6 separate regions of the Mus musculus genome follow, and all the other regions are linked to region 5. The links are chromatin contacts, called in public ChIA-PET, Hi-C, HiChIP or PLAC-seq and promoter capture Hi-C maps. All regions are on one chromosome and are shown on one strand. Each heading gives the region's core, a stretch centred on a gene start, on an enhancer-like site or on the middle of the called end of the contact. The rest is flanking DNA. Distances are from core to core; before and after follow the strand shown. Region 1 holds the start of Cd37 (CD37 antigen). Region 2 holds the start of Fcgrt (Fc receptor, IgG, alpha chain transporter). Region 3 holds the start of Pth2 (parathyroid hormone 2). Region 4 holds the start of Rps11 (ribosomal protein S11). Region 5 holds the start of Cyth2 (cytohesin 2). Region 6 holds the start of Kcnc1 (potassium voltage gated channel, Shaw-related subfamily, member 1).

The links. Promoter capture Hi-C pulls out the DNA fragments that hold promoters and counts their contacts. A called contact is a pair of places that touch in the nucleus more often than the background predicts. ChIA-PET counts read pairs in DNA pulled down with a chosen protein or histone mark. HiChIP or PLAC-seq counts read pairs in DNA pulled down with a chosen protein or histone mark.
Region 1: a contact with region 5 is called in an H3K4me3 HiChIP or PLAC-seq map of bone marrow-derived macrophages, with 3 times the contacts expected there. The contact joins the promoter of Cd37 here to the promoter of Cyth2 in region 5. A contact is called at or near these places in 1 of 39 promoter capture datasets (liver) and 2 of 115 datasets of contacts at active chromatin or transcription factors (bone marrow-derived macrophages and memory CD8 T cells).
Region 2: a promoter capture Hi-C map of liver shows a contact between it and region 5, with 3 times the contacts expected there. The contact joins the promoter of Fcgrt here to the promoter of Cyth2 in region 5. A contact is called at or near these places in 2 of 39 promoter capture datasets (embryonic stem cells and liver).
Region 3: a Hi-C map of rod photoreceptor shows a contact between it and region 5, with 2.3 times the contacts expected there. The contact joins the promoter of Pth2 here to the promoter of Cyth2 in region 5. A contact is called at or near these places in 2 of 39 promoter capture datasets (both in liver) and 1 of 484 Hi-C or Micro-C datasets (rod photoreceptor).
Region 4: an RNA polymerase II ChIA-PET map of memory CD8 T cells shows a contact between it and region 5, with 13 read pairs. The contact joins the promoter of Rps11 here to the promoter of Cyth2 in region 5. A contact is called at or near these places in 5 of 39 promoter capture datasets (cranial neural crest, embryonic stem cells, liver and 2 more), 2 of 484 Hi-C or Micro-C datasets (B cells and neutrophils), 5 of 115 datasets of contacts at active chromatin or transcription factors (memory CD8 T cells, neural tube, pancreatic cancer cells and 2 more) and 2 of 9 other capture datasets (liver and pancreatic islet).
Region 6: a Hi-C map of CD8 T cells shows a contact between it and region 5, with 4 times the contacts expected there. The contact joins the promoter of Kcnc1 here to the promoter of Cyth2 in region 5. A contact is called at or near these places in 1 of 39 promoter capture datasets (pre-B cells), 1 of 484 Hi-C or Micro-C datasets (CD8 T cells) and 1 of 115 datasets of contacts at active chromatin or transcription factors (memory CD8 T cells).

The regions. Positions count from the first base shown.
Region 1 is chr7:45,237,089-45,240,484 of GRCm38.p6, reverse strand. Cd37 (CD37 antigen) reads left to right here and starts at 1,646. Exons shown (of 8, transcript NM_007645.4): 1 at 1,646-1,825; 2 at 1,913-1,985; 3 at 3,201-3,325. The coding sequence starts at 1,757.
Region 2 is chr7:45,102,147-45,105,688 of GRCm38.p6, reverse strand. It overlaps Fcgrt (Fc receptor, IgG, alpha chain transporter), which reads left to right and starts at 1,867. Exons shown (of 7, transcript NM_010189.3): 1 at 1,867-2,049; 2 at 2,416-2,686; 3 at 3,018-3,275; 4 at 3,504-3,542. The coding sequence starts at 2,620.
Region 3 is chr7:45,179,671-45,183,328 of GRCm38.p6, reverse strand. It overlaps Pth2 (parathyroid hormone 2), which reads right to left and starts at 2,334. Exons shown (of 3, transcript NM_053256.2): 1 at 2,138-2,334; 2 at 1,908-2,038; 3 at 1,491-1,731. The coding sequence starts at 2,035. The coding sequence ends at 1,557.
Region 4 is chr7:45,122,805-45,126,244 of GRCm38.p6, reverse strand. It overlaps Rps11 (ribosomal protein S11), which reads left to right and starts at 1,856. Exons shown (of 5, transcript NM_013725.4): 1 at 1,856-1,948; 2 at 2,695-2,826; 3 at 3,007-3,082; 4 at 3,287-3,416. The coding sequence starts at 1,934. Rpl13a (ribosomal protein L13A) reads left to right here. Exons shown (of 8, transcript NM_009438.5): 7 at 8-130; 8 at 213-682. The coding sequence ends at 299. It overlaps Snord35b (small nucleolar RNA, C/D box 35B), which reads left to right and starts at 3,134; the gene lies at 3,134-3,220.
Region 5 is chr7:45,812,369-45,815,988 of GRCm38.p6, reverse strand. It overlaps Cyth2 (cytohesin 2), which reads left to right and starts at 1,673. Exons shown (of 13, transcript NM_011181.3): 1 at 1,673-1,891; 2 at 2,833-2,980; 3 at 3,076-3,142. The coding sequence starts at 1,873.
Region 6 is chr7:46,394,820-46,398,228 of GRCm38.p6, reverse strand. It overlaps Kcnc1 (potassium voltage gated channel, Shaw-related subfamily, member 1), which reads right to left and starts at 1,761. Exons shown (of 4, transcript NM_001112739.2): 1 at 1-1,761. The coding sequence starts at 551.

The DNA of each region.
Region 1 (3,396 bases), core at 397-2,896, 580 kb after region 5:
ACACACACACACACACACAAAGGCCAATTAGGGATTTTAAGGACAGCAGATAAGAATTAAAAACTGGCAAATGAGAGGCCCAGATGTGCCACCAAACGGTGTTCCATCCCAGACCCCACAGGAGGAAGGGAAGATAAGCTAAGTGTCTCAACCTATCTGTCCGATTATTGGGACAATGAAGCACAAAGAAAGGGGAATCTCCCCCTAGGAATCTCATGCTGGGAAAGGGAAAAGATGCCAACCAATGGTTAGCGTGTCCCTGAATAGGATTTCACACGGCTCTAAGAGCTTGGGCGACCACAGGTTGAGGTTGAAGCCCAGACGATGGTGGGTCAGTGGTGGGTAGGACCGCATGGTGGACTGCATAGACATGCATAACATTAGCCTTCTATTTACACCTCAGTCTCAGTGAGGGACCCCAAAAATGAATTGAAGGGGATCACCAGATCGCTTTGTGCCCTTCTAAATGTGACCACACTGTGTGTAAACCTTTTTCTGTTTCCTCTAGAAATTTGGTTCTTTTACTTGGCTTATTGGAGATGGCAGAACCTGCCTTGGAGCACAGCCTGTGGCAGGAGAGGCCCAGTCCCGAAAATTTATCTATCTTCTGCCCTCTATAAGCACCATGTGGCGCAGACATACACACACACACACATCGTTAAAATTTTTTTAAAAAAAGATGAACAGCTTCCAATGTTGTCCTCTGGCCTCCAAAGGCGCGCGCGCGCACACACACACACACACACACACACACACACACACACACACTAACACATACAAATACACATACAGAAAGAAAATAGATGAGACATGTCTCAGAAGGCAGCTGCTGTCCCAGAGAACTAGGCTTTGGGTAGATAGGTGATAGGAACTTCCCACATTAGAAATCTGTGAGGAACTGGGGACTTGACAAGTGTCAGGGACTTCTTTCTGGGCACATCATAGGAAACTTTGAAGATGCTAGGTATGCTCAAGTGACCCCCACTCCAGTGCCTGGCTTTTCTGGGGCCTCCTCCCCTCAGGTTTCTCCGCAGAGGTAGGAAGTGCCATCTGAGGTTCACTTCCTCCACCGGATATTCAGGCACTGCCTCGCTGCCCTCCTCACTCCTGGGACTGTCACACCTCCTCTGCAGCCCTTTCACTTCCCCAGGGGTCCAACCCTGGCCCCCAAGCACATCGGAGCACCTGCTCTAGAAGAAAGAGAGCAAAGAGAGAGACCCAGGGAAAGAGACACACAGGACAGAGACCGCAAAGGCCCAGAGAGACAGAGACAGAGAGGCAGAGACAGCGCGGTGGCTCGAGGCTAATGGGTGCTAAGCAGAAGATCACAGGGTGCAGGGGGCGGAGCCAGTAGCCAGTGAGGTCAGAGTGTCTGTGAGGTTGAACTCTGCAGAAACAACCTTGAAGTCCCAGGACCCACGTGAGTGGAAGTCCATCAGAAGCCCCTGTGCGCCCTGCCTGAGCTATGGACACCTGCGAGGAACCCATTGTGTCCCTGGCACCCACATATTCCAAGGACCCTCAGGTACTGCTGTGCACTCGATGGAACCCTGAAGAAGATAGGGCCCCCGCTGACAGTCACTAAATGAACAGGGCGGGGTGGAGCTCCACCCCCCCGGAACTTCCTCTTTCTCTGCCGGTTTCCTTTGTGCCTCTCAGTCTCTGTCTTTCTTTGCCCACTATTCCCCTTCCCCCCTGCGGCCAACACCTCTTCTGTCTGGGTTTCTCGAGTGGGTCATTCCCCATCTAGGCGAAGATGTCCGCCCAAGAGAGTTGCCTCAGCCTCATCAAGTACTTCCTCTTCGTTTTCAACCTCTTCTTCTTTGTGAGTCTACTCATGGCTACCCAGCCGGGGTTCCAGGGCCACAGTGGCCCTTGATCCGCCCTAGCCTCATTTCTTCTCTTCCCCTAGGTACTAGGCGGCCTGATTTTCTGCTTCGGCACCTGGATCCTCATTGACAAGACCAGCTTCGTGTCCTTTGTGGGTGAGGGGGGCTGCGCAGTAGGGGAGGGTCTTTGGACTTGAACCCAGAATCCCACCCCAAGGCATCTCCTGATATCTCACTCGCCCTGGGGAGGCCCTCAATAGCTACTATCTTCCCAGGTAGGGCTCCAGCTCTGACTGGCACCCCACTGGCACTGCCAGTAAGCTGGATGTGTGCTGGTAAGTAGGAAGTGTAAAGCAGATGTAGCCGGTCATGCCTGTCATCCCAGCACGCAGGAGGTGGGAGATCAGGAGTTCCAGGCCATCCTAGACTACACAGTGGGTTGGAGCCCAGGCTGGATAATGAGGTCCTGCCTCCAAAACAACCACAGCACCATGAGGTCGCGGTTAGGAACAGTAATAACAGAAATAATAGCTATTTCTCAAATACTTCCTGTGTCTCATTTTGGACTGGAACTCAGAGACTCTCCCTTGTTGAGGTTCAGAGAAGGGAAGTCTTTTGCTGGGTGTCACACAGCCAGGAAGGGGAAGAGCAAAAATAAAGTAATAATAACAAGGAAACCATTTAAGGAGGGGACACCAAAACCATAGCAACTCAGACTCACCACATTGACCGCTGAATTGAACAGCGTTTTCATTCGAACCTCGCTCAGAACAATTCTAGGATATATGTGGTGGCCCACACCTGACATTCCAGCATGGGGAGGTGTAGGTGGGAAGATCACAAGGTTCCAGGTTACCCCTGGCTACTGAGTCCGAGGCCAGCCTGAGTTACCTGAGACTCTGTCTCAAGAAAAAAGAAAAAAGGAAAGGAAAGGAAAGGAAAGGAAAGGAAAGGAAAGGAAAGTCCAGGAAATCGATCCTTTATTTCTTTGCCCTCAAAAAGTTTAAGAAATGGATTCAGCTGGGCATGGTGGCACATGTCTTTAGTCCCAACACTTGGGAGGCAGAGGTGGGCAGATCTCTGTGAGTTCAAGGCCACCTAGAGTACAGAGTTCCAGGAAGGCCAGGGCTGTTACACAGAGAAATCTTCTCTGAGAGAGAGAGAGAAAGAGAGAGAGAGAGAGAGAGAGAGAGAGAGAGAGAGAGAGAGAGAGAGAGGAGAAAGCACCTCAGCGTGGGGCAGAAGCAGAGGCCCACCCAGGCAGATTCAGAGGAAGGGACACGGGGATCCAAGAGTCACGGCCTTCCTGGGTGGCCGAGTGGAGCTGCTGTCCTCTCCTCCACCCACTCTCACTGCTTGTCACCACCTCAGGTTTGTCCTTCGTGCCACTGCAGACTTGGTCCAAGGTCCTGGCTGTCTCAGGTGTCCTCACCATGGCCCTGGCTCTCCTGGGCTGTGTGGGGGCTCTAAAGGAGCTGCGCTGTCTCCTGGGCCTGGTGAGTGGCATTCCCCACCCCCCGTTTCGGGCCAGCCCCTGGGAGACCCGAGGGGCTGAACTCCCCCTCCA
Region 2 (3,542 bases), core at 618-3,117, 710 kb after region 5:
GGCGTGAGCGGCCACTCCTGTTCTTTTTCAGTTTTACTTCCTGGATTTGCTTGGTTCTCTGTGTCCCTGCGTGTTGAGTACAGTGCCCTCTGAAGCCGGTAGCTCCCCCGTAGCTGGAGTTACAGATGGTTGTGAGCATCGTGTGGATGCTGGCAGCCAAACTCAGGTCTTCTACAAGAGCAGCCAGTGTTTTTTTTTGTTGTTGTTGTTGTTTGGTTTTTCAAGACAGAGTTTCTCTACGTGACCCTGGCTGTCCTGGAACTCTCTCTATAGACCAGGCTGGCCTCGAACTCAGAGATTCACCTGCCTCTGCCTCCTGAGTGCTGGGACTAAAGGTGTGAGCCACCACCAGCACAGACAGTGTCTCTTAATCACCTAGCCATCTCTCTAGCCACAGACGCAGCTTTTTACAGGGGAGGCTAGCATCAGAAGATCAGGACTCAGGTCCTCATTCTTGGCAGGCAAACACTTACTGACTGAGCCCTCTCCCCAGTCCGTAGGAGGCCTGCAAGCCCAGCACTTAAGAGCTGGAGGCTGGGCTTCAGGAGTTCATGGTCGACCTGGGCTGCATGAGTTCCTGTCCTGACACATCTACCCTACCCCTCTGCTGCCTCCACGCTACCACCACCACCACCATTATTACACACGCACACACTTGTACACACACTTGATATAGACCAGAGGGAGAGGGAGGTCAAGGCAGGTAGGAGTGGTTGACTTTCTATTCTCTCTTAAAAAGGTTTTTTTTTTAATTTATTTATTGGTTATATGTAAGTACACTGTAGCTGTCTTCAGACACTCCAGAAGAGGGAATCAGATCTCGTTACGGATGGTTGTGAGCCACCATGTGGTTGCTGGGATTTGAACTCCAGACCTTCAGAAGAGCAGTCGGGTGCTCTTACCCACTGAGCCATCTCACCAGCCCTTAAAAAGGTTTTTTAGATTTATTTATTTTATTCATGCCTGTGTGTATACACGTGCCCCACATCCCTGCCTGGTGTTCAATGAGAAATTGTCAGACCCCCTAGAACTGGAGTTATGGGCAGCTGTGAGCCACCATGTGGGTGCCGGGAACCAAACTCGGATCCTCTGCAAGAGCAGCAGGTGCTCTTAACTGCTGAGCTGTCTCGTCAGCTCCAGACTTTCCAGACTCTTGCTTCTGTCTTTCAAGTGTGTGGGTTCCAGGCCTGCCCCATCACACCGGTTTTGCCCATCTACTTCAGCCTGTTGGTCCATCTGCTGACCACCAGTCGACCACTCACGGCTCTGTCAGTCTCCCTCTCTCGGCTGTTTATATTCCCTGCCGCCCAGGCCGGCCATGAACCCCTGGCCTCCCGGCCTCCATCCTTAGTGCTGGAATTACAGGCATGTGCTGCCGCCCACCCCCTTTCTTCTTTGCTGTCTATCTACCCTGTCAACCTACCTGTCTGTCAGTGTCTCTCTGTGTGTCTGTGTGTTTTTTCTGGCAAGATCTTGGGGTGGGCAGCAGGGTGGGAGACAGGGGCCAAAGGCAAAGGCTCTCATCACAGAGTGTGTAGGCAGGGTTGGGGCCACCTCAAGTGCTGGCACATGGAAGAAATCAGAGCAGGCTTACAGCTGGGAGTGGGCTGCTGCCAAACCTTGTGTGTTAGGCAACCATGCCATGACCAAGCCACACCCACAGCCCACAAATCCTGGGGTGTCTTAAAGTCACATTCAGCGTGCAGGCCTTTCCAGGGCTGCGAGTCTACTCCAAAAATGCTCCAAACGAGTAAACATAGAAGCTGTTTTGGGAGGCAGGCCTAATGACGTTTGCCCCGGGAGGCTTCCAACCAGATACAGCAGGAACTTCAAGAGAGGCTGGACAGAGGCCCAAGGGGTGTGCTTAGGAGCTAGTGGGTGGAGTTGGATGCCCTCAGAGTTCTCCAGTCCTAACTGTGTACAGACAGGATGTAAGAGAAGAACTGGAGGCTCTAAGCAGAGGATCCATCGGCTGCAGGCAGAGGGAAGAGGGCCTCTGTGAGGAACAGGCTGAGCGTCAGAGGAGGAGGCCCAGGCCTGGTTCTCTAGGTATGAGGGACCAGCACCCCAAGAGGAAAGAGGGTTGGGGCCTGGAGCTCCAGGTCTGAGGGAGGAGTGTTATGACCTGAGGGGGAGAGAGGAGGCTGGGGTCTGAGGAAGGAGAGCAGGACCCCGGGCACCTGAGTCTGAGGGATGAAGCCGGAGCCTAGGGTTTTGGGTTTGAGGAAAGATCTTGGAACTGGACTCCTGGATCTGAGGGAGGTGGAACTGGACTCCTGGCTTGGGTTTGAGGGCTCCTGAGGCTGAAATCTGAGCCCCTGGGAATGAGGGAGGAGGAGAAGGCCTGGATCCTCTGGTCTGAGGGAGGAGAAAAAGGAAATAACAGAAGTCTGAGACAAATTTTGGTCTGTCTAGCTCTGTAATTAATTAACTAAAGTGGATCAAATGAGAAGGTGAAAGTTCACAGAGGAACACTCCTGTCTGTCGTCTTGGACTGGGTCTCCATCCCACCATCCAGCGTCCTGGTCTACGAAGAGTCCACAGGGACCTTGTGAAGAATCAACAAGGCGGGGTCCAGAGGAGTCACGTGTCCCTTCCACTCCGGGTCACCCTGTCGGAATGGGGATGCCACTGCCCTGGGCCCTCAGCCTCTTGTTGGTCCTCCTGCCTCAGACCTGGGGCTCAGGTAAGAGGCCACCAGGACCTGGAGTGTGTCAGGAAGGGGACAGGAAGAAGAGCCAAAGAGTGGAAGAGGGACAATAAGTCCACTTTTTCCATGATGTCCTAGCCTTCATGGAAATCTCACTGTGGGTAACTTCTCTGTGCATCTGAGTCAAATACACTTGACAATCTCAGGCTCGTCTCTGTGTCCGTCTGTCCGTCTTGCTTCCTTTCTGGGTGTCTGTCCCCTTCTCTCTGGAGGATCATGGCACTTCAGATCGGGTCCAGTTTTCATTCTGCACCTCTGTGGGGCACGGTGCAGTCCGTGACCCGAGACTCTCCTGTTTGCTCTGCAGAGACCCGCCCCCCACTGATGTATCATCTCACGGCTGTGTCAAACCCATCTACGGGGCTTCCCTCTTTCTGGGCTACAGGCTGGTTGGGTCCTCAGCAGTATCTGACCTACAACAGCCTGCGGCAGGAAGCTGACCCCTGTGGGGCCTGGATGTGGGAAAATCAGGTGTCTTGGTATTGGGAGAAGGAGACCACAGACCTCAAAAGCAAAGAACAGCTCTTCTTGGAGGCCCTCAAGACCCTGGAGAAGATATTAAATGGTCAGAAGAGGGGTGAGCTTCAGTAGGCTGGGTTTGAGGAAGGATAATGGGTCTGGATTCCTGGGTCAAGGAAGGAGGCTGGAGCCCTAGGCCTGAAGTGGGAGGATTAGGTCTGAACCCTAGGAATAAGGGGGAAGGTTGGGATCTGGACCTCAAGGTCCGAGGGAGGAGAAGAGAGGAAGGCTGGCCCTTGCTCCTGAGTCTGCTTGCCTGCGTGTTGGCATCTAGGGACCTACACACTGCAGGGCCTGCTGGGCTGTGAACTGG
Region 3 (3,658 bases), core at 1,085-3,584, 630 kb after region 5:
TCATGAAACATGGGGCTAAGCAAGACCACTGGCTTGCAGACTCTGAGCTCTGGAATTGCCAGACTGCTCTGAGTGAGGCCTCTGGATCATAAGCACTCCAAGCCAGGACCTTGCTGCACCCTCGGCTGCACTCAGTTTCCCCTTCTTAACACTGGCTCCATGGTTTACAATGCCAGGAGCCTCTTGGAGCCTTTGGACTAAGATGGGTGCAGCCTGAGAACACACACACACACACACACACACACACACACACACCTACATACTACGCATGCATGCACTATTCTCTGGAGCTGTTCTCTTCAAGAAGGTGCCACCCGCCTGCACTCTGCTTTGAGAGAAGGTGTAGTTGGTATTCAGTTGGCAGCGGGAGGGTGTTCCAGGCTGAAGAGTCAGTCAGCCGAACAGCTCGGCCATGGGAAGGAGAGTCAGGAAGGGCAGGCTGGCAGCCTGGGCGGCCTCTGAGAAATGCAGAGGTCAGCCTGGGGCTCCAGCCCAAAAGTTCTTCCCAGTGCCCAGGAGGGGGTTGAGAAAGGCAGGCCTAGACACTCGAGATCAAGACTCCAGCCATGTGTGGAGCGGCGGATGGAACTAGTTCTGAGCAGGTCCTTGTGCGGAAGGACAGGCCAGCGCTGGCCGGCAGGGGAAGGGGGCTGCTGGAGGGTAGTAGTCCAAAAAAAGTCCTCCTTTTCGGAGGAAGGGTTTGGAGATGGGTGAGCTCTTTGGCCGCATCCTAAGCTCTAAGGCGGTTTGATGGCTGGAGACAGCCGTCAAAACTCGGGATTTCGGGGCGTTAAGTGTCGCCTCGCGGAAACCCGGATTTCTGTGTGCGCCTCCTGCTAACCGCTTCTGCTTCTGCGCGGTAGACCGAGCAGGAGCTGCAAGAGGCAACTCCGCCCTCACAGCATAAAAGCCAATGAGGGCTCGGTCCGCCTCCAGAAAATGCAAATTTTGGAGGGCGGTCTCCTGGACCCCACCCTCCTCTTCAGACCAATCAGGGCGCGGTCCGCTCGCTCCGCGGGCTCTCCGAATAAACAGGTGGGGACTGCGCCTCCCCGAGCCGCGGGCTCTGCTTAGTTTCCTTATCCGGCACCTGCCGCGGTCCAGCTCGGAACTGCTGGAGCCCTCCCCGGCCGATAAACACGAGGCCCAAAAAGGTTATGAAATCCCGACCCAGCAGGATATGGTGACGCTTGCCTTTAATCCTAGCACTTGGGAGGCAGAGGCAGGCGAAGCTCTCGAGCTCAAGGCCAGCCTGGTCTACAGAGTGAGTTCCAGGACAGCCAGGGCTACACAGAGAAACCCTGTCTCGGAAGAATAATCCCTCCCCCCCCCCCAAAAAAAACCGGACCAAAACAGAGCTGGATCAGGGACCCACGGGCGAGGGAATCCAGAGAGAACAAGAGTCTCGAGGCAGATGACCCAAGAGGGAACCCGGAGAAGCGAGGATGCGGAGGGTCCCGGTTGCAGTGAGGCTGTGGGGCCCCCTCCCCACACACCCACAAGAGAGTGGCGCAGCAAAGAGGCGCAGTCGCAGTGCGACAGGCTCTTTATTAGGCTCAGGGCGCGTCCAGTAGCAACAGCTTCTGCATGTAAGAGTCCAGCCAGCGGCGGCGCTCCAGGGCGGCCAGCAGGCGCGCGCGCTCCCGAAAGGCCGCGTCGTCAGCTAGCGCCAGGCTGCGCCGAGACAGGGGGCTACCCAAGCCCGCCCAGGCACGACCCGGGGCGCGGAGGCTGGGGGAAGAGAGATGTGATTGCGCGCTAGGCCCCACAGGCCACCGCGGGTCCCCACTGCAGTCCGACGCTAAGCACCCCTGCCCTCCCCAACTCCCCGCATGCGGTATCTTGCCTTCCTTTGGGGCGGGGGGTCCTCTCCTCCCTTCTTTGGGTGTCCGGGACCTCACACCTACCTGAACACACCAGCGAGGGGCAGGGCAACACCTGAGGCAGGGCCAGTGCCCCAGGGCACAAGCAGTAGCAGCAGCAAAAGCAGCAACAGCCGCTCTCGGGGGCTCCTGGACATCTGGCAGGTCTCCATCACCTGTGGATACAGGGGCCAGAATCTCAATGTCATCATCCCGCCCAGAAGCCTAGGGCCCACAATCCAACCCTGCCACCAGCCTCCTACAGGACCCCCTACCGTGCAGTGGGCTCAGGCAGCTATGCTCACGCCCCTTTTATATACCCTCACAGCCCCCGCGGCGGCAGTGACGCAGGCCGGGCTGGGGGCGCGGGGTCACTCCACCCCACGCTCATTAGGAGCCGCCAGCGGTAATGAGAAGCCTGGTGGGGCCCTGCGCTGCCGTGGCCAACACCAACTAATTGGGACCCAGAGCTAGTACTGAAGAAGGGGGGGTGGTGGTACAGACAGAGAGGTGGACACAAGGGGTGTGTCAGAGGGATAAAAATAGAGACTGGAGAGGGGGACCATCAGAGCACAAGTCGAGAACACAAGAGAGAGGCAGGAAAGAGAGCAGAGGGACACAAGGGAGAAAGACAGAAAAGAAATAACCTCCAGACAGAAGGGCAAAGACAAGATGCCTAGGAAGGGAAAAGCAAGAAGGAAGAGAGGAAGGCTGAGAAGAGAGGGTGTGGAAAGGAGCTGGTCAGGAGAGAGCCAGGGACAAGAGAGAGACAGAGAGAAAGAGAGACAGAGAGAGACAGAGACAGAGAGAGAGGCAGGCGGTGGTAGTGTGCAAACAGGTGAAGTCACCACCGTGAAATGGGACACAGGAGGCCCTGGGCTTCCACTGGGAAAAGTCTTTCCCTCCCTACAAGGGACATGGGGGTATGGTGAAGATTAGGGCCAACCATTCATACCTGGCATGTTTCAAGGGGGCTCCCAAGGCCACCCTATGGTGCCGTACACTCAGGAGGCAGAAACAACCACTGCAGATTTGAGGCCTGTGTATGCTACATATTAAGACTGTCTTAAAGAGGGGTGGGGTGGGGGTAAAGAGCAACACCCTCTTCCCGTATCATGGGCAAGGGAACAGGCCCTGGATTCCTACCTCCACAGAGATGAGGAGCCAAACTTGGAATCCCAAACAGAAAGGTGGTCCAGACAGGGCCCCCCACTTCTATGTTCCGAAAGCCTGGATTCCTGGATTCTTCAGTCTGAAGAGAGCAGTATGGCCTGGTGAGGTTAGACTAAAAAGGTACCAGGGACTCAGATCCTTAGATTTGAGTGGGGAGTGGGAGAGGACATAGAACTCATTTTTACTTACTTTGTATTTTGGGACAAGGTTTCTCTGTGTAGCCCTGGCTGCCCTGGAACTTGCTCTGTAGGCCAGGCTGGCCTAGAACCCAGATCCACTGGCCTCTGTCTCCCAAGTGCTAGGATTAAAGGTGTGCTCCACCACCACCCAGCTGGATTTTGTGTCTGTTGGGTTGATAGTTTTGTTCTGTGTGTGTATATTTGACTGGTTGGGTTTTATTTTTGTTTTAGAGTTTCTGTAGCTCAGGCTGTCCTGGGTCTCACTAAGTCACCCAAGCTTGCTTTGAACTCATAATCCTCTTGCCTGTGCCTTCTGCGAGCAGGGATCCCAGGCCTGTATCATCACACCATGCCAAACCCTCACTGCAAAGAGATCACAGCTTGGTCCAATTCTAACTTCCTTTTCTACCTTATCGATGAGATCCTATGTCTCTGTCCCTTTAA
Region 4 (3,440 bases), core at 607-3,106, 690 kb after region 5:
TCTGCAGTTTGCTTACCTGGGGCGTCTGGCGCATGAGGTCGGGTGGAAGTACCAGGCAGTGACAGCCACTCTGGAGGAGAAACGGAAGGAAAAGGCCAAGATGCACTATCGGAAGAAGAAGCAGATCTTGGTGAGGACGGACACTGAGATCCAGGATTAGGGGGGCGCAGGTGAGAAGCAACCGCTCTGACATGTGTCTTTTCACACCACAGAGGTTACGGAAACAGGCAGAAAAGAATGTGGAGAAGAAAATCTGCAAGTTCACAGAGGTCCTCAAGACCAACGGACTCCTGGTGTGAACCCAATAAAGACTGTTTGCCTCATGCCTGCCTGGCCTGCCCTTCCTCCGCCGCCAACTAGGGAAGTGGGGACCAAAGGTTCCTTAGGCACTGCTCCTGTGGGTAGAGGGGACATTAGAGAGCTGACAGCGCACCACCTGCATGAGTTTTTATTAAAGTGCAAACCATGGGATGAATCAGTTGAGCTTCAGTGTTGAAAATGAGTAGCAGGGCTGCCCCACCCACCTGACCAAGTACCCTATTCTGCAGCTATGAAAATGAGATCTGCACATGAGCTGGGGTTCACAAGTGCACACTTGGAGCACTGCCTTGCTCCTTCCCAGCAGACCACAAAGCAGTATTTTTCTGGAGGATTTTATGTGCTAATAAATTATTTGACTTAAGTGTGTACGATGTGTGCTGTGCAGAGAGGGGCAGAGGGCACCAGCAGGTCATCTGCATGGGGGGCCCCTTTGGGTGAATCCTTGCTCACGGGATAGGCTTTGTTGCTCAAAAGTTGCAGATATACATCTTGGGTCCTGTCCTAGATGGTGTTACTGTAAGTCAGCACCAAGATACAAGAGCTGGTACCTGGACTGTAGGAGGTCAGGCCATGACACAAAGGCTGGGACTAAAGGCATTTACCACGCCTGAGTCTTCTGGTTCTTTAAACATCAAATCCTTCCGGGGGCTGGCGAGATGGCTCAGTGGTTAAGAGCACAGACTGCTCTTACGAAGGATCCGAGTTCAAATCCCAGCAACCAAATGGTGCCTAACAACTATCCATAATGAAATCTGATGCCCTCTTCTGGAGTATCTGAGAACAGCTACAGTGTACTTACATATAATCTTAAAAATGCTTCCCATGTTAACCACCACTAGAGTTTTTATTACAGCTAGCTGACCTGGAAGCCAAGTCCTTATGCCTCCGTGAGTGCTGGGGTTAAAAAGATCCAGCACCACTCAAAATGTCAATCTATTTTGAAAATATGCTTTATACTGTTCTAGCCCATCTGTGCAGGGCTAGAACGGTGAATACGAGAAACTGACACAAGCTTTTGCCACCTGGCTAAATGGTTCCTCTATTACCTGGGGTGGTCACCTAAGGTTAGACACTCATCCACGAGTAGTCAGGACATAAACCCATCAAAGTGTGGGTAGACGCGCAGCCTGAGATACTGTCAACAAAGGACATGCGACCTTGGTGACGTCGGCCTTTAATAAAAGGAAGAAAGGTTGACTATTCGGTCGACGCTGGCTGCTCCTGACATCGTATGGCAGATACTCTGCTGTAAAGCGGTTCACCCCTTTCTTGAGACCCGCTCTGCACGGCCGCTTCTCTCTGGAAACTGAATCCCAGCACGTGTTTCCCAACCCGTACGGCACGCCTTCTCCGCCCTAAGCCTCGCCGTACCACATGATGCACGTTTCCTCCACATCGTGCTCCTGAAATCTCGCGAGATGATAGGATCTTCCCGCCCCTTAGTCCTCCCCCGTCATGGCGGCGTACGGACAGTCCCAGGAACGCGGGCTCTCGCCGGAAGTACCTCCCACCTCCGTGAGGATAACCCCGCGTCACTTCCGCCCCGACCTCGCGTGGTGAATAAGGAAGCCGGGAGCGGCCCTGCCTCTCCCTTTCTCCGGCGGCCGGGAAGATGGCGGACATTCAGGTTCGAGCGTTTAGTTGCTTTCCCCCGACGCTTCGGTGTGGAGCGTATCCCTTGGCGTCCTCGTTGTCTTACGCATTAGCTGAAGCGAGGATGCCTGCGAATGCCTTCGTCTCAGGCGGCTCGGAAATCCGGGCTCTACGCAGTAATGGGGTCCCTGGCGCTTCGGGAGTTGGTTCTTAAAGCTCAGAGCTTAACGGGTGAGGGATTGTGGCGGGAGGAGGGCATCCTGCGGCGCGGGAGTCCTGCGGCGGCAGAGCCGGGGACACTGGGTAAAGCAGGTTTTTTCCCCTTGATGGAGACTGAGGCCCGGACCTCGTGCGCTCTACGGCAGGGCTGCGGTCCCGACCTCGCTGTAGTTTTCAGTGTGAGCGCAGCTCTGGCCTCGATGAGCTTAGGCTTGTCTTAAACTTGCCATCCTGCCTCAACCTCAACCGGGATGACAGATCCGGCCCACCAGGCTCGGCTACGTGGACATAAGCTTGAATCCCGAATGAGTGGATTTGTATGTTTTGGAGGTCCAGTCTGGCTGAAAAGCTCTTTTTGATCTCAGCCGTGAGTTCTGCAGGCTGTGGAGGTGTTAGATGGGACGCAGTGTGTGAGCTAAACTAGACTTGGGGTGGTTGGAGAGCCCTGACCAGCCGGTTTTGGCGATTGGGGCAAATAAGGTTGAAGGTAGGAAGGAAGAAATATTGTCTCTGATTTCCTTGAACTTTACCTGCAACCTCACCAAATTCTCATCCCTACAGACGGAGCGTGCTTACCAAAAGCAGCCTACGATCTTTCAAAACAAGAAGCGGGTTCTGCTGGGAGAAACCGGCAAGGAAAAACTCCCTCGGTACTACAAGAATATCGGTCTAGGCTTCAAGACGCCTAAAGAGGTACAGGACCCTCCAGCAGATGAGATCCCTGCTGCCCTGCACGTGTGGGAGCACAGCCACCCCGCCCCCTTCACAGTGGCTTCCCATGGGCCCCTGGGAATTGTAGTATGGGCCCTGAGGCGTCATCCTTGGTTCTGTTTAGGAAGTGGTAATCTAAACCCCACTTTCTTAACTTTGCAGGCTATTGAGGGTACCTACATAGACAAGAAATGCCCCTTCACTGGTAACGTCTCCATCCGAGGTCGGATCCTGTCTGGTGAGTGGGATGTTGGAAGGGTGGTTCTAGGTTCCTGCGTCCAGGGGCGCTGGCAAGTGATGTCTGTTCTCACGATGGTCTTCAGATGTCCTCTAGGGCACTGCTGAGACAGCCAGTTGACAAAGCTGATGCCATAAATGGAGCTTCTTGGGAGCCCCGTTCAACTGACTCCTACCTGCTAACACCTTTCTGTTACTCTCCCAGGTGTCGTGACGAAGATGAAGATGCAGAGGACCATTGTCATCCGCCGGGACTATCTCCATTACATCCGAAAGTACAATCGCTTTGAGAAGCGTCACAAGAACATGTCTGTGCACCTGTCCCCCTGTTTCAGGTGACTCTGGTAGCTTGGGATAAT
Region 5 (3,620 bases), core at 424-2,923:
GGCCCCGGAGCTCTGGCAGGGTACCTGTATTTCTGAAATTGTGGGTCTCTGTTCTTGGCCTTTACCCATTGGTGCAGCCGCCTAAGTGCTCAGCAGGCTGAGGGCCAGCCTCAGGGGAGTTGCCAGAAAGCAGAGGTGTCCTCACTCATGTTCCCTACTGGGAGCCAGCACCATCGCTGGCACTGGCTTGCCTGAGTGCTGAGTCCACCCATGCCCTCCTCTGGTTCTCATCTTGCTTTATCCTTCAGAATCCCCAGTTAATAACCGGACAGGATTAATTAGCTGGCAGCTCTCCCACCTCCAAGTCCAGGGCAGGGACTGGGAACAAAGGAGACCATGGCGGAGAAGGATGCTAAGTTGGTTGGGCTGAACAGGCAGGGACATGGGATTCTAATGAAAAGAGAGAACTGGGTAGAACTGGTGTACCCAGGGTCTCCAGAAGAGAAGGCATGGGTCACGCCAGTCGTAAAGGTCACAGAGGGGATTAGGAGGCTCCGTGACTAATCCAGAGGCTTACCCAAGTCCTGGCCCAGAATCCGCCCCCACCTGAGCAGCTCAGGGACACAAATGAGGACAAGACCTGGAAGCCCCATCATGGGCCTGGGATTTACAAGTGTGCCGGAGTTCCCCATCACACAGGCCCCTCACTGCTTTCCCTGTAAAGAGGAGAATAATGTGTGGAGGAATGAGTTTAAGAAGAGCAGTGAGCCGAGCAGTGGTAGCGCACGCCTTTTAATCCCAGCATTTAGGAGGCAGAAGTAGGAGGACTTCTGAGTTCGAGGGCAGCCTGGTCTACAGGGTGAATTCCAGGACAGAGAAACCCTGTCTCGAAAAGAAAAAAAAAAGGGGGGGGGGCAGGAGTGTGGGAACTGAAAAGGTTGGGTGGAAGGAGGACTTTAAGCACAGGGTCTTGGAGAGTTGACAGAGTGCCAGGCAGAAGATTCTGAGGAAAAAGGGGTGTCTTGGGAGAATGCCTGGGGAAGGCAGGATTTTAGGAAGAGGAAGCTAAGAGGGAGAGTTTAGGAGGAAGAGTCACCGCGCATTCACGGTACCCAATACCATAACATTTGGAAGAAAGAATGCTTTTATTTACCATCCTTTGATTCTGAGGAGATTTGAGGTATGTAGGAAAGTCTCATGTAGAGGTATGAAAAGGGTTCAGAGATAGCGACCTGCAGAGAATTACCCTGAGAAAGGAGGCAAAAAGACCGACCTGTGTGGCTCGCAGTTGCTTGGCAACCACTGCGGTCAAAAGCTAGCGTGGAGGGCCAGGAGGTGTGGCTCGAGCTGCAACCCAAGGTTGAGACCCCGCCCTTGACAACAAAACTAACAAAGCACCGCCCCCTAACAACGAATGCCTGTTGGGGGGGGGTGGAGGGTTAAGTACCGCTAGTCTGGCTTGTGCGCAGGCGCAATCTCCCCTCTCCATGAAGCCACACCTCCTGGTCACTTCTTTATCAATTTTCTTATTGGAGGATAAAGCTGCCAAGGATTTTCCTTTGTTTCGGGGGCGGGACCGAGCACACTACCCACAGTCCGATTGGTCAGGCTAGCAGTCTATCGCCAGCTGTACGTGCCTGCATCTCCTTCTTGTGTGCCTATTGGTCCTGGAAATGATCCTGTGGGGCTAGGGGGCGGAGCATTCTGGGAGACCCGCAGCAGATTGGGTGGTGTCAAAGCAAGGGGCGGGCCCCACCGGCCGGGCGGTTGGGCCGTGAAGGGAGAGTCTTTTCGGCGCTGAGGACGGGCGCTGAGGAGGCGGCGGTGGCTCCTGGGGCGTTTGAGCGGGCTCACTCGAGCCCGCGGGCCGACGCGGACGCAGGCCCAGCCGGCGGAACCGCCCCGGACTCCCCGCGGGCCTTCCTAGCCGCCATGGAGGACGGTGTCTACGGTAGGCCGGGCGAGGCGGGCGGGCGGGCGGAGCGGCTCCCGAGCCCCGCCGCGGACAGCAGGGCAGTGGCGAGGCTTCTTTCAGCGCGCGGGACGGGCTTCCGGCGCGGTCGAGAGCCGGGGGTCCCGGGCCATTGTTTGGGCCGAGCCCGCTTCCGGCGACGGCGGGCGGGGCGGGGCGCGCAGCGGGGCGGGGCGTACACCCGCGGGAGCGGCGGCCTGGCTTTCTTCCTGCGGACCTAGGCTTAACGCCGTCCTTTCCGACCCTGACCCAGGGTCCTGCTGCCGTAGCTTGTTTCTACTGTGTACCCCAGATCCAGGCCACGTTGTCCGCTATGGCGGAACCAGAACCTCGTTTCTTTTCCAAGAAATGCACCCAAGATTCAGGACCCCCAACTTTCCCATCATGATGGAGCCAGAATCTGGCCCCCTTACGAGAAATGCACCCCAGGTTCATGCTAGGATCCCTACAGTGGTGGATCCAGAAGCCAGAGTCCTGGTGTCTTTCCAAGATTTGCATCCGAGATCTAGGACCCCAAAGCCCTTTTGATGATGAAGCCATGAGTCCAAGGCCCTGTGTCCTTCCAAGTAATGTTTCCAATATCCAAGCATCCTGTTCTACTGTGTTGGGACCAAGGAGCCAGGGCTTCCAAATAAAGCATCTAAAATTCAGACTCAGGAGTTTCTAATTGTGGTGATGGGTCCAGAATCCCAGGGACTGGTTGCCTTTCAAGTAATTGGCCCAGAAATTCATCCTCAGACCTATGAGCTGGGATTCCTAGGCACTTCTGACACAAACTCAGGACTCAGTTTTACTCCCTCTCCTCAGACTTCTGGTACCCATTCCTCTTCTGGACAGGAATCCAGGCCCCCAGCCCAAATCCTTTCTCAGGATGCAGGAGTCCTGACCCCCAGAACTAATTTCTTGACCCTGGTCCCCAGAGCCCCCAGACTTGACTCCAGAGGAGCGCATGGAGTTGGAGAACATCCGGCGGCGCAAGCAGGAGCTGCTGGTGGAGATCCAGCGCCTGCGAGAAGAGCTAAGTGAAGCTATGAGCGAGGTGGAGGGTCTGGAGGCCAATGAGGGCAGGTGAGGCCTGTGGGCACTCATGGGACATGGGGCTTAGCCAGGGCCCTGGATGCTCAAGCATCGGCCCTTGGCTGCTCCCCACCCTGCTTTTGCAGTAAGACCTTGCAGCGGAACCGGAAGATGGCAATGGGCAGGAAGAAATTCAACATGGACCCCAAAAAGGTTAGCGGGGAAGATGACTCTGGCATGGTTTTCATATCCCTGGTTCTAGAAGTGTTAAGACAATAGGTAGCCTTTAGACAGCAGACTCTGGATCTCTACACATCTGTTCCATGATTATCTGTGTAGTGAGGGCCTGGCCCTGTGCTTTGCAATGCTGTGAATCCTAAGACCCTGTCATAGCCTAGGCATCCCCTAGATAGAAGTGCTAACAGTTCAGGGTGAGATAGGGCAGTAAGAGAGGGGTTTTCCCGACACAGGAAGAGCCAGGAAGGGATTCCATGTTCATGGCTTGATGGACAGGTGTCTGGTACCTGCTTCATTTCTTTATTGTAGTGTGTAGAGTATCCAGTTATCCTTCAAACCTACTCCTTGCAGACCCGGTTGGACATGCTGGAATTAGCCTTAGAGGCTGAGGGCCTGGGTTAGGGATGGTGCCTGCAGAGCTCTGTGTAGGTGATTATGCTGTTAGGGTGAGGGG
Region 6 (3,409 bases), core at 512-3,011, 580 kb before region 5:
TAGGGGTCCTCGAACAGCGCCCAGATGCGCGGTTGCCAGCGGCGCCAGAAGCCGCCAGGCCGGCCATCTGGGGAGTCACTGAGTGCCAATCTCTTGGTCATCTCCAGCTCGTCCTCGCCGTCGCCCGAGTCGCCGGGGCCGTCGGCGTCCGCGTCGTCGGCGCTGTTGTCCAAGGGCGCACCGCCAAAGCTGTCCAGCGCCTCCTCAGCGTCTCGGTGCTGGCGATAGGTCATCCAGCAGCAGGGCTCCACGTCCGTCTCGTCGATGCCCCAGAAGGCCAGCTCCTCCTCGTAGAGCGGCCCGCACACGTCGGCCGGGCAGTGAAGCTTGCCGGTGCGGTAATAGTTCAGGATGTGAGCGAAGACGCCCGGGTGGCGGTCGAAGAAGAACTCGTCGGCACGCGGGTCATAGTCGAAGTGGCTGTGGGCGTCCGGCTCTGCCAGCCAGGCAAGCCGCGTGCCGGGCAGCGTGCGCAGCGTCGAGCGGTACGTCTGGTGGCGCGTGCCGCCCACGTTGATCACGATGCGCTCGCTCTCGTCCCCTTGGCCCATCGCGGCGCCCCCTTAGGCATGGCGCGGCCCAGCGACACCCATGGGAGCTGCCGCCAGGGGGAGTTGGCGACGGGGAGGGGGGCGCAGGGCCTCTTCCCCCCTCCCCCCAGCCGTCGGGGGGCACAGAGGACCGCGGCTCTGGCCACCCACCCCAACCAACGAGCCAAGCTCCCTCAGGGGGAGCTGTCAGGCAGGTGCGGGTCCAGGGGTGTGTGCACGGGCTCCCTAGGGTCTTTAAGGCGCCTAGTGTGAGAGGGAGCTGGCCTGGCTGCGGAGGAGGCAGTGGAAGAGAGGAGGGAGGTAAAGAGGGAGGGAGGAAGGGAGTGGGGCGGCGCTCAGCGGCGAGGCCCGGGAGGAGGGGAGAGAGGATGGGGGGGCCGGGCTCCCGGTATCATCTCAGCGGGAAAATGGAGAAACCGACACAAAGCTTTTTAGGGGAAGGTCAGCTGCTCCGTTTCGGGGGCCGGACCGATAGACCAGCCCCAGCTGGGAAAGAGGGGGTTACGAGAAATCCGCGCTTGGCTCTGCGGTGGTCGCTGCAGCGCGCTCCCGGTGCGGTGGGGACGGATGCGGCTTGCTCTCCTCCCTGCGTGACCGGTCCCCTTCGGCTCTCCTTGCCTATCTGCCTACTCCCCTCGGTGGCGGGTGAAGCTGCCTGACCTCCCTCCTCGTTCCTTCTCCCCGCCTCCCGGAGGGGATGGCGGGTCCCCTGGGTAGGGGCACCAGGGTGCTGCCCCGCGGGGCGGCCGCTGAGCGCAGCACCTTGTGCGCTCGGGCTGGGTCAGGGGTTCCGCTGGGCTGCGTTGGGACTCAGGCTTCCGCGGCGGTGCTGAAGGGACAGCTCCCGGACGGCTGCGGAGCTGCGCTGGGCCGAGCGAAGGTTCTCCCGGCCGGGTTTGCTTGGCGGGGCCGGCGGGCACTGGCTCCGGTGTCTCTGCGCCCCGCACTCCGCTCTCTGCTCTAGGAGGGCGGGTGGCGCTGGCAGCCGAGGCGAGGGGCGCTGCCGAGGTCGGGCCCGGTAGGCGGGGGTGGCAGGTCCGGGCGCGGCGCAGCGAGACTGGCGAGGCCAGGGAGGCGAGGCGCGGAGCGGCCACCGCCGCCACCGCCGCCGCCGCGCCGCTGCTGCCTCCGGGCTGCTGCTCCGCTGCCTGCTCGCTTGCTCGTTCGCGCGGTCCGCGTCCAGCCCGCGGCTCTCCGGACACGGGCACACGGCGCGCGCAGCCGCACTCGCCCCCGGAGGGAGGCGCCGCGCTGGGTCCTAAAAAGCCCTGATTCTGCGCCCCCCTCCGAGGCCGGCACCGAACCCCGCCTCCCTCAACCCTGGCGCTGGGGGCGCCCGCCCTTCGTTGCCTCTTGCTCGGTGGGGACCCGCCGACGCTCCGCCCTAGGGGAGCTCCACTTGTTGGGCGGAGGCTCCCAGCGACGTCTGGGCCCGCGCCCCCGTCACACCGAGGTGAGAAGGGCGGCGGCCAGCTCCTCTTCTAACCCAGGAGCCATCTGATACCCTGAGCAGACAAGCCATTCCTTGACCAGGACGAGACTGACCTCTTAAGGAATCTTTTAATACCGACCCTTCCCGGGGAAGCCTGAAGGCCCAATGATTCTTTCAGAGATAACTTCTTACAGGGACTGTAAAATAATACCTTTTTCACCATCCCTCTGTCCTAACTCACCATTAATGATCAATCCCGAGCCCCTCTTGATCCCTTTGGCCCCTTTCAGGCCTTGAACCCTTCCTGATTCTAGGGTGGCTTAGTCACAACCATGACAGACAGACCTCAGTTTACCCAGAAAACTGAACTACCTTATGAAAACATGCACAAAGACTGCTCAGCCCCTTGAATACTGGCGGCCTCGCTCCCCTTCAGGCACTCTGGGTGGTGAGCCATGCATGTCCAGGGCTGTGGTCCCTACATACTGGAAGTTAATGCTGGGGACAGAGATCGTATTTCTAACTTCAAAGTCCTTCTGGCCCACGCTTGCCACTCACCCCTAGGTTTATTTAATCAACAGTCATTAGCTCTCATTCCGTACTTGCTCCAGATTCTCTACCAAGTACAAAAATCACACGGGACAAGTCAGACCCAGCTCTCAACCTCCAGGGACTCCCAGCTTTTTAAAGAAGTGAGCAGGTGGGATTGAGAGGGACTGGAAGGTCAGGCCCAGCTCCAGAGGCCACTGGGCTATGAAAGATGCTTATTGATTCCTGTCCACTACAATCGAACAGGCTGCCCCGGCACAGGGGATTTAATTAAGAAGCGAGAGACTCTTACCTGTTGGCTAACAGTGCAGATAGCTGTCTGTCTATACTGACCCCCAGGCACTGTTGCGAGCCTAGGGACAAACCTGTGACCTATCTCCCCACCTGATCGTGGGAATCACAGCACTAATTAAAACAGATCTTCATGTCACAGGGGGAAAGTGCGGGGAGGTAGAGAGGGGGTGAGAGGCGGGAGGCAGAGAGGCAGAGTTATCAGAAAGGGGCAGAGATGGACAGACAAAGAGGAGAAAAGTCTGAGGAGACCTCTTCCCTCCAGAAACTAATCACAGCGTTCCTCCAGACAGCCATTCCCTTTGGTCTCAGAGTGAGGCAGGATAGATGGCTTTCAGTGCCCTTCTCTCTCTGGCCAGAGTCTGTCCCATCTCCTGGTCCAGAGTGATGCACCTCCAGCCTGGCCCTGATTCAGATCCCTAGGACAGTGGCTTTCAGGATGCTCAGCCCAATCCTAAGATTAATAGAGACCCCGGAAGTGAGATTTTTTTTAAAAAGAGGCATGCAGAGACAAGGACATGTACAATCTCAGCTGTGAACGGTCAAGAGGCAGACCGACAAAGGGGCTTCCCTAGACTCTTCCTCA